Regions from separate parts of the Zea mays genome. Here region 2 is linked to region 1. A link is a contact called in public Hi-C data. All regions are on one chromosome and are shown on one strand. The core of a region is the stretch at or near the end of the contact, and the rest is flanking DNA. Distances in the headings are between cores, read along the strand shown.

What was found. Hi-C and Micro-C count contacts between places; a contact is called where the count stands out from the background.
Region 2: a Hi-C map of tassel shows a contact between it and region 1, with 2.8 times the contacts expected there. The contact joins the promoter of LOC100276684 here to the promoter of LOC103649687 in region 1. A contact is called at or near these places in 3 of 25 Hi-C or Micro-C datasets (ear, leaf and tassel).

What each region holds. Positions count from the first base shown.
Region 1 is chr3:11,627,806-11,631,859 of Zm-B73-REFERENCE-NAM-5.0, forward strand. It overlaps LOC103649687, which reads right to left and starts at 1,755. Exons shown (of 3, transcript XM_008675419.3): 1 at 1,184-1,755; 2 at 956-1,064. The coding sequence starts at 1,380.
Region 2 is chr3:12,249,508-12,253,561 of Zm-B73-REFERENCE-NAM-5.0, forward strand. LOC100276684 (Dol-P-Man:Man(5)GlcNAc(2)-PP-Dol alpha-13-mannosyltransferase) reads left to right here and starts at 2,145. Exons shown (of 13, transcript NM_001150411.2): 1 at 2,145-2,332; 2 at 2,423-2,457; 3 at 2,582-2,719; 4 at 2,836-2,904. The coding sequence starts at 2,170. It overlaps LOC103649694 (phosphoenolpyruvate/phosphate translocator 3, chloroplastic), which reads right to left and starts at 1,880. Exons shown (of 9, transcript XM_008675425.4): 1 at 596-1,880; 2 at 363-491; 3 at 96-248. The coding sequence starts at 997.

The sequences.
Region 1 (4,054 bases), core at 505-3,004:
GAAGAGATTAGTATAAGTTTGGATGGGATTAAAGGAATTTTCTCTAGTAATTTTATATAACTATATTCTATTGCAGATGAGGAGCAGCCGTGGATCTCGCTGAGCACAGAAAAATGGAGGCACGAACATGCAGATTAAAAGCTAATTAACTAATTCGATCGGCCGATTCCCCCAATCGCCAGTGTCAACGACTTAGGAGTATACCTATTTTTTTCCCCAAATTCCTCTTACTATACTTCAGATCAGAGGTTCGATCGCAAGGAATAATTCTCGGTAGGTCACTGTAATTTTGTCCGGTACATTATTCGTTATTACCAATGTTCTAATCTTTTAAATATTTCTCTATTATATAAAACATCAGTTTTATGGTTAAATCGGTCGATGTGTATTTATCACCCTTCTCACTTTATACAAAATAAGATAAAATTATGCACAAAATAAGGGCTTCAGATCTTGGTTGATAGCTGCGTGGCTCCATATTCACATCCACCTAAGCAACACAATATACATATTTTTGTATTTTATTAAAAAAAGTCTACTCATATGATATATATTAAGTTACATACACTAATCAGTTAAAGCTAAAAGTTTAAACTAATTGGAGGAGTTGGATAATTCATTTATATTATATTCTAACACTTTCCTCTCACGTCGAGTCTTTTTTAGGTCTCTGACGTGGAATATAGCAGCGAGCAACAATTATTTTATTTAATTGTGGTAACTAGAATTTAAACTCGAGATTTATAGTTCTGATATCATATTAAGTTACACGCACTAATCAATTTAATTCAAAAACTTAAGTTGATAGAAGGAGTTGAATTTGCTTATATAGGGTAACTGATTAGTATTTATATAGATACACGACTAGTCGGTGTGGATGGGTAGGCACTATTGCAGGACAGCAAACGATCTGGATCTAGCTTGAAGACGTGGTGTGGCAAGCACTCCTGCATACCTGAAAGGAGACGTGGTTGTCCTTGGGGTTGATCTCCGTCTTCTTGGGGGGCATGCTCGCCGGATCCTCGGCTTGCAGGAGATGAATGCCTATGCCGTAGTTGAACAGCCTGCGCAGTAGAATGAGTTGTTGAACATGCAGGTCATGCAGTATGATTACATGATTGTTAGCTAGCTTGACAATAAAGGCATCGTCAGTGATATAGCTGTGTGCAGTCGAATGCCGTACCATGCGCCGTCGAAGTCGAAGGAGCCCGGGCGGCGGATGGGGGCGAAGCCGAGGACGTCGCGGTAGAAGCGGAGGGAGCTCTCGAGGCACCGGCACACCACGGAGATGTGGTTCAGCGCCGCCAGCGGCAACGACCCGGCGGCGGCGGCGGCGGCGGCGGCGTGCTGCACCGGCTCGACGCCCTTGCTGCTCACCATATCTTGTTCCGACGAACGAACGTTCTAGTCGTCTTCGATGGGCGTGCTGTTGGCCTGGCCTGTAGCTGCTTAGTCGTTTGCTTATTGTTCCGCCGGCGGTTTAATTCTACTATTCACCGCGCCGCCGCACAATGCAGATCGAGCCGGGACGACGACGCGTCAGAAGCTGTCTTTGCTTGCTGAATATATGAAGGGAGATGGACGACGTGCGGAGGTGGCTGGCGAGCTAGGCCGGAGACGCGACGGGACGGTGGTGCGTGTGGCTGCTAGCTGGAGGTGAACGAAGGAAAGGGACGATGACGCTGGAGACGGAGAGGATGCAGCACTAGAGCTAGCTATGCATATGCTGTTGTGCGTTGTGGAGGTTGCCGCGGCGCGCGGCCGGGGGCTCTTATAAAGAGCGTACGCCGTGTGGGGGGCGCCGACAGCGATACCCAGCCTTGAGCTCGATGTGGAGCAGTGGCGAAGTGCCGGTTGCCGCACCATGCGGCCAGCTCGAATGCGGACCATGTGGAGCAGCTCGAATGCTCACCGTGTGATACACACACATCACGGGCAGGCAGCCACGCCCACTGCCCCGCTAATCGATGGCATCTACTTCACGCGGTCGAGGAGCCAGCCAGTCCATGTCACGCACATGCACATATATTTTGTGCACGTTTTTCAGCCTGCCTACTCTAGTTAAAAGTTAAAACCCATTGTTAACATGGGAAGAGGTCCGAATCACACACAGCACACATTCATAGTCACCACAATCTTAGACACATCGAGAAACGTAGCAAACCGATAAAACCAATCCAAACAAGTCTTAGAAAGATCCACCGAAGGAGCGCATATAGAGGTTGTCTCAAAATCAACAAATCCATCCAGAACGTCACCAAATATCCTTGGAATAAGTGATGAACAACAAGATAGAAAGAAAAAAAGAAAGATAAAAATGATAGTAAATGTATTCGTGATCGTTTGAATATTAAATACCTTAATTTTCTGTGATGCTCTCTAGGTGATAGCACCTTGAAATGGCTTAACAAAAATCGTGTTTGTTAAGTTATTTCAAGTGGGTAATCATTCCACTAGGGTGACGAATAGTGTTACCCTATAAATCATGAATGGTTTAATGATTACCGTTCTCTCCAGAGTGTAATCAGATCTTGATTTGTCTTCGTCTCCCCTCGAACCTGCGCCCGACGGCTCATCCTTCGCCTGTGGCCTCGACCCTACGGCTCCAACTTCGTTGGTGGAGTACCGGGAGCAACTCCACCAATGTGTCGGCGGTTAGCTCGCTCGTTGCTCTATGCCTCCATTCCATGCTGGCGATGTCCTATAGGTTACAATTATCTACTTGCTCGCTCATCCCAATCTCTCTCACACAACCCTTTCTCCTACCCCAAATCCGATTGCAATCACAACCTTTGAATGCCTCTCCGCCCATGCATGGGAAGCCATCGATGTGATCTAGAATCTCTAGCACACCAGAGAATTGACAATGTATTCTCTCTAAAGATTGCTTCTAGCTTTGCCCATTAATGTTACCAAAAGTGAAACATACAAAGTCTGTATTCCGATCCTTTATTAACGTTACCATCCTATTCTAGTTATGTTCGTGCCCGTGTTACCATTCCTGATCCAAACATTATCTTACAGTTCGAAAAAATAGACGAATAAGTAGATAATATGACAAGCAAAGGCAAAGTGAATAATTGTGTCTGATTATATACTTATTTTGTACCAAATCATGTTTTTATCACGTTTGTTGTACAAATGCGCATTGAATTGACATATATTCTAGATTTTGTGTTTTATCTGTTGCTTATTTGTACTATCATTATGTGACCCATTATGGATTACTTAGGATGGCTTCAACGGGCTAGCCAAAGCGGCAACCAAAGCCAATATGGTTGGCATAGTTGAAAGCTCCCTTGTGGGTTTTGGTGTTTTGGATGACACCACAATTAAAGGTATAACCAGGGTGTTATGTATTGAGTAGGTGCTAAGTGAAAAGACTAAGAAGTTCAACACATGGACACAGATGTGATGATCCACACAAGTTGAGATGACTATGGTCTATGGACATCACAAGTAAAGTTGAAGGATGGTCAATGACTATGTGGAACTCAATGTGCATAACTTGGAGACGACCGATCGAACTGGGGACGAAGGCAAGAACTTCGAGGAACTGAGTGCGCAGGAGAAGGTCAAGAAGACCGAGGTACCTAAAGACAAGGGTGAAGAAGATGGCTTGCAAGAAGTCAAGGTTGGTAAAGCTGAGAAGAGCTGTCGGAGAAAAGATCCCTAGGCCCCTGGGGCCCACTAGTCAGCAAAAGGACAAGGGAAAGGTCTACCCCGGTAGCACCCACCCCCAGATAGTCCCGAGGCCCCGAGCCTAGGATCGAGCGAGGCAGAGCCAAAGGGGGCGAGAGAATTGAGGGGAAGCCACTAGTGTGGATTCCGCGCCTTATCTAAGACTAAACCGTCGTAAGTGACCGACCACATTAGCTACTCCTTGCACTGAGCCACCATGGGAGAGTCGATCCTCTTCCCACTCATGAACTATGGGTCCTTAGACCTACGGCCACTCATGACCTATCAAACCTAGGCCTGGGTGCACTGGCTGTCTATAGGATCCGCAAGATGATGAGCATGCTGAGAGCATGAGACCTAGGCTATGGAGGCC
Region 2 (4,054 bases), core at 895-3,394, 620 kb after region 1:
TTCTGGTTTCTTCTCGATTCCATTCACGGCGGAATCGGCGAGAGTGCTTTTTCAGGAGGGTGCGAGTGCGACGACGGAGCGAGAGGGTGGCGAACCTCGCCGAGGAAGAGGGCGGAGAGGACGACGGTGAAGAAGGGCTCGGAGGCCTTGATGGTGTGCGTGAAGGAGACGGCGACCTTGCCCAGGCTCATGTTGGTGAACACCGTGCCCAGCATGTGCCCCACGGCCAGCGGCGCGATCTTGCCCAGCTGCAGCCGCAAAGTTAAGTTGCCGCCGGCAGGTTACGAACCAGCAAACCAAGCGGGGGGAAGCGAGAGAGAGAGGAAAAATTGCAGCTTCCCCTCGCAGGAGAATGGCCTCACCTGCGCAGCGGAGAGCCTGGGCGCCGGGTGGAGCCTGGTGGCCCACATGAGGAAGATGAGCAGGGAGCCGAACGCGAGCTGGAAGGCTGTGATGGTGTACGGCAGCGGCAACGGCAGCGCGCCGAGAACCTGCAACGGGGGACGACGGTTGGTGTTGATCATCAGGGGGGGAGAAGAGTGGAGGGGATCTGAGGATCTCTTGAGATGCTGCGGTGAACGGCCGCCGGCCAGACCTGCTTGTTGTAGATGTTGAAGTAGATGTTGAGCAGGTACCACGCGACGATCATGGCGCCCAGCTGCGCCGTGGCCGCAATGCCACCGCCGTCTGTCGTCACCGCGGCGGCACTCGCGTCGTCCGCCGGCACCGATGCCGCCGCCGCCGCGGCCTTGGCGACCTCCCCATTCTTTCCGCTGCCGGACAGCAGCGGCAGAGGCCTGAGCCGCCCGCCCCCGCGGGCGCGGAGGAGCGGGGCGGCGGTGGCGCCGCGGGGCCCGAAGTGGTTGTAGTAGTAGTCGGAGGAGGAGGCGCCCACGCCGACGTGGCGCGAGGCGAGGACGGCCGCGCGGCCGCGCGTGGCCCGAGCCCAAGAGGCTCCGGAGACAGAGGTCCCCCCCGCCGCCGCGCCCTGCATCATCTTGCGCGGTCTTCCCGCGGAACGGTCGCCGGCCACGCTTAAAATACTCGTGGTCGTGGCCTCGTGGCGCTACGGAAAGGTGGCGCCGGGCGTGAATCTTCCCGGGATCCCGTACTCGTTCGTGCCTGTGGCTCTGGGATTATACCAATACGAGCACGTCGAGTAGTGAGCCAGTGAGACGACGCGAGGCAGGTTGGCAGGGCCCGCAGTGCACAAGCACAATTGGACTTGTTGCGTGGCGGCTTTTCTTTCTTCGTCCGACCTTGGCAGTTGGTCGTGTACTCGTGTCCATGTCGTCGGCAGCTTGACCCTGTTGGATCGGGCACATGTTCCTTTTTTCCTCCGATCCAGAAAGTAGCGTCACCGGTGAGGTGAGCTCAGGAATACATACACGCTTGACGCGGGGGCGGGGACGAGGGAGATAAACGGTCGAAGATCAGGCACATCATAGTGCTCGAGAATTCAATTCGCAAGATGGGGAATAAGGCCAGGGGACATCATATTCATTTCTCTGAAAGAAAAAAGGACTAACGGGAGAAGAGAAGGACGCATCCCACCAGGCGTGCGGCATGCCCTCTCGTGTGCTCGGAGCGTCAGGTCAGCCCGCCTCGTCGGCCATGCTGTGATCTGAAATGAGTCCGGCGGCGCTTTCGTCGCGATAGTGGATCTTTGCTTTCCGCGAACGGGGCCGGCGATAAAGAGGACGAAGCCCCGGTGAGCCATGGGATGGGAATATAAAGAATTCGTTGGTGGTTGGCTGCCAATTCAAGGCGAGAGCGGCGGGGCGCGGGTGGAATCGACCGAAACGCTGTCGTGGCCGTGCAGTGGAGGATGACGCGCGCTCGACGGAGACGGCGACCGCCCGCCGAGTGAGACGACGACGACGACGAAAGTCCGATCGCAGGCCTCGTAGCCCAAAGTCCTTTGCTGGTACAAGTGAGCCGCGATTGCTCTCACGCTTCGGGTAGGGTAGGCCCATTATTCAGACTGGGGGCCGTGTTGGTAAAGGCCCACCTCCCATCTCGGCCCGCCTAACTCACCGGGGCGCACACTTCGGCAGTTGAGAGAACAAACGAACTGGTGGGTGGGTTGGGGGGTCGTCGCCGCCGGCCGGTGGAGTTGCTCGCTCCTGCCTCTTGGATCTGCCGCCCGGTGGTGGCTCGCCGCCAAGGATGGCGCGGGCGGAGAAGATACGCTCCGGTAGCACGGCGTTGGCGACGGCTTCGACGGAGACGCCAGGCAGGTCGACGGACCACCGGAGGGCGCTCTACTTCGCCGCCTTCCTGGTGCTGGCCGACGCCGCGCTCGTCGCCCTCATCGTCGCCTTCGTCCCGTGTCTGTAGCTCCGAGCGCGAAGCCTCATTGCTCAGCTCTCCTTGTCTCTGCGTCGCCGCTAAGCGGGTCTGTTGTTGCTTCTGATTGCAGATACCAAGATCGACTGGGACGCCTACATGTCCCAGGTGCTAGCGCAATTGGGGAGCCTTTTTTTTTATCGTTTCCCCGCTGTTTTGGTTCAAGAGTTTCGAATTTGGGATGGTGGTGTGATCTTGGTTGGCGGCTGCTGGTGTGTGCTTCCTGCGCTAGGTGGACGCTTTTCTGGAGGGGGAGAGGGACTACACCAAGATCGAGGGAGACACAGGGCCATTGGTCTACCCGGCCGGATTCCTCTACGTCTACTCCGCCGTTAAGTTCCTTACGGGAGGCCGCGTCTTCCCTGCTCAGGTCACGGCTCAGCCAAATCTGTTTATCAGCACGAACTCGTTTCTTCTGTTGCTTCCTCCCACCTCATCATGGTCAGATGTCTGGCAGTGTTTTAAGACTGATGAGTTTGTCTGCAGATTTTGTTTGGCGTCTTGTACATTGTCAACTTGAGCCTCACTCTTCTGCTTTACGTCAAGACTGAAGTGGTATATAGTTGTGCAATTGATCACTCTTTTCTAACCTCTGGTTCTGCTATAGTTCAGGGATTCACATCTAAAACTGTCTTTTCCTTAGAGCAACTCCAACCATGAGCCTTATAGTTAAGCCTTATAATTTAATTTACTACCCGTTTCTATTTGTTTAGGGCCCAAATTCAATTATCGATTCCAATCATAGACCCTAAAATAGCTTACGTTTGCAACTACCTCATGTTCGTGTACGTAGCCCCCTCTATTTCCCTCCCACTCTGAACACCATTCCCGCCCTTTTTTCCGATTGCTTCCAGAAAATTGTTGAGCCCTCGCTAGCGGCTGCGACCGTGGGGACGGCGGCCTTTGATCTATCAAGCACCTAGCATATCAAGAGGAGGGGAGATGTGAGACAACAGACAAGAGCCTAGCAAATCAAGAGAGGAGCTGGGAGACGAACCACGGGGAGGCAGGATGATGGAGAGAAGGCGAGATGGAGAGGGGACGATCGTCTTCTTCATCGGCTCGTCGCCGAGAAACGAATGGGGTGACCTAGCGATGAGATTGGGGCGGGCGTGTGGGTCTGGATCGGTGGCGGCGAGGAAGTTGTCTCCGTGAAATGTCCAGCGGAGGTTGGAAAGACCGCGAACAGTATTGGGCCGCACGTTTTGAGTCCCAAATATGCCACTCTTTAGCTTGAGCCCTAAAACATTTACATGAATTTTATTAAAATGAGGCTCCTGTTGGAGCTCCCCTCTCTTGTTTAAGCCTTATATTTCAATTTGTTTCAGTGTTTAGGGCTCCTGTTGGAGTTGCTCTTAGTCCTTTGTTTAGTTCAGCAAGGATAATTTTGACAAACTGATTGATATTATGTCATGACGACTCATCTAGAAACAAATCATTGTTTAGTTTGACTAAGATATAATATCTGTAGTGTTGGCTATTCTTGTCTAAAACAATCGTTTCTTCACTTCCGCAAGACTGCAAGGATAATTCAGTAATTGGTAGTTTGGTAGGCTGTTATGGCGATTCAAACTTTCTTGAGTTTCTTCAATTAAGCTTGTAAAACATCTGTGTGGCCAAGTTTCGATTACATTCTTTGTTCTTTGTTGTTTTTGTATCCACATACCTATTTTGTTTCTGATTCCTTCCTATCTCTCAATAACAA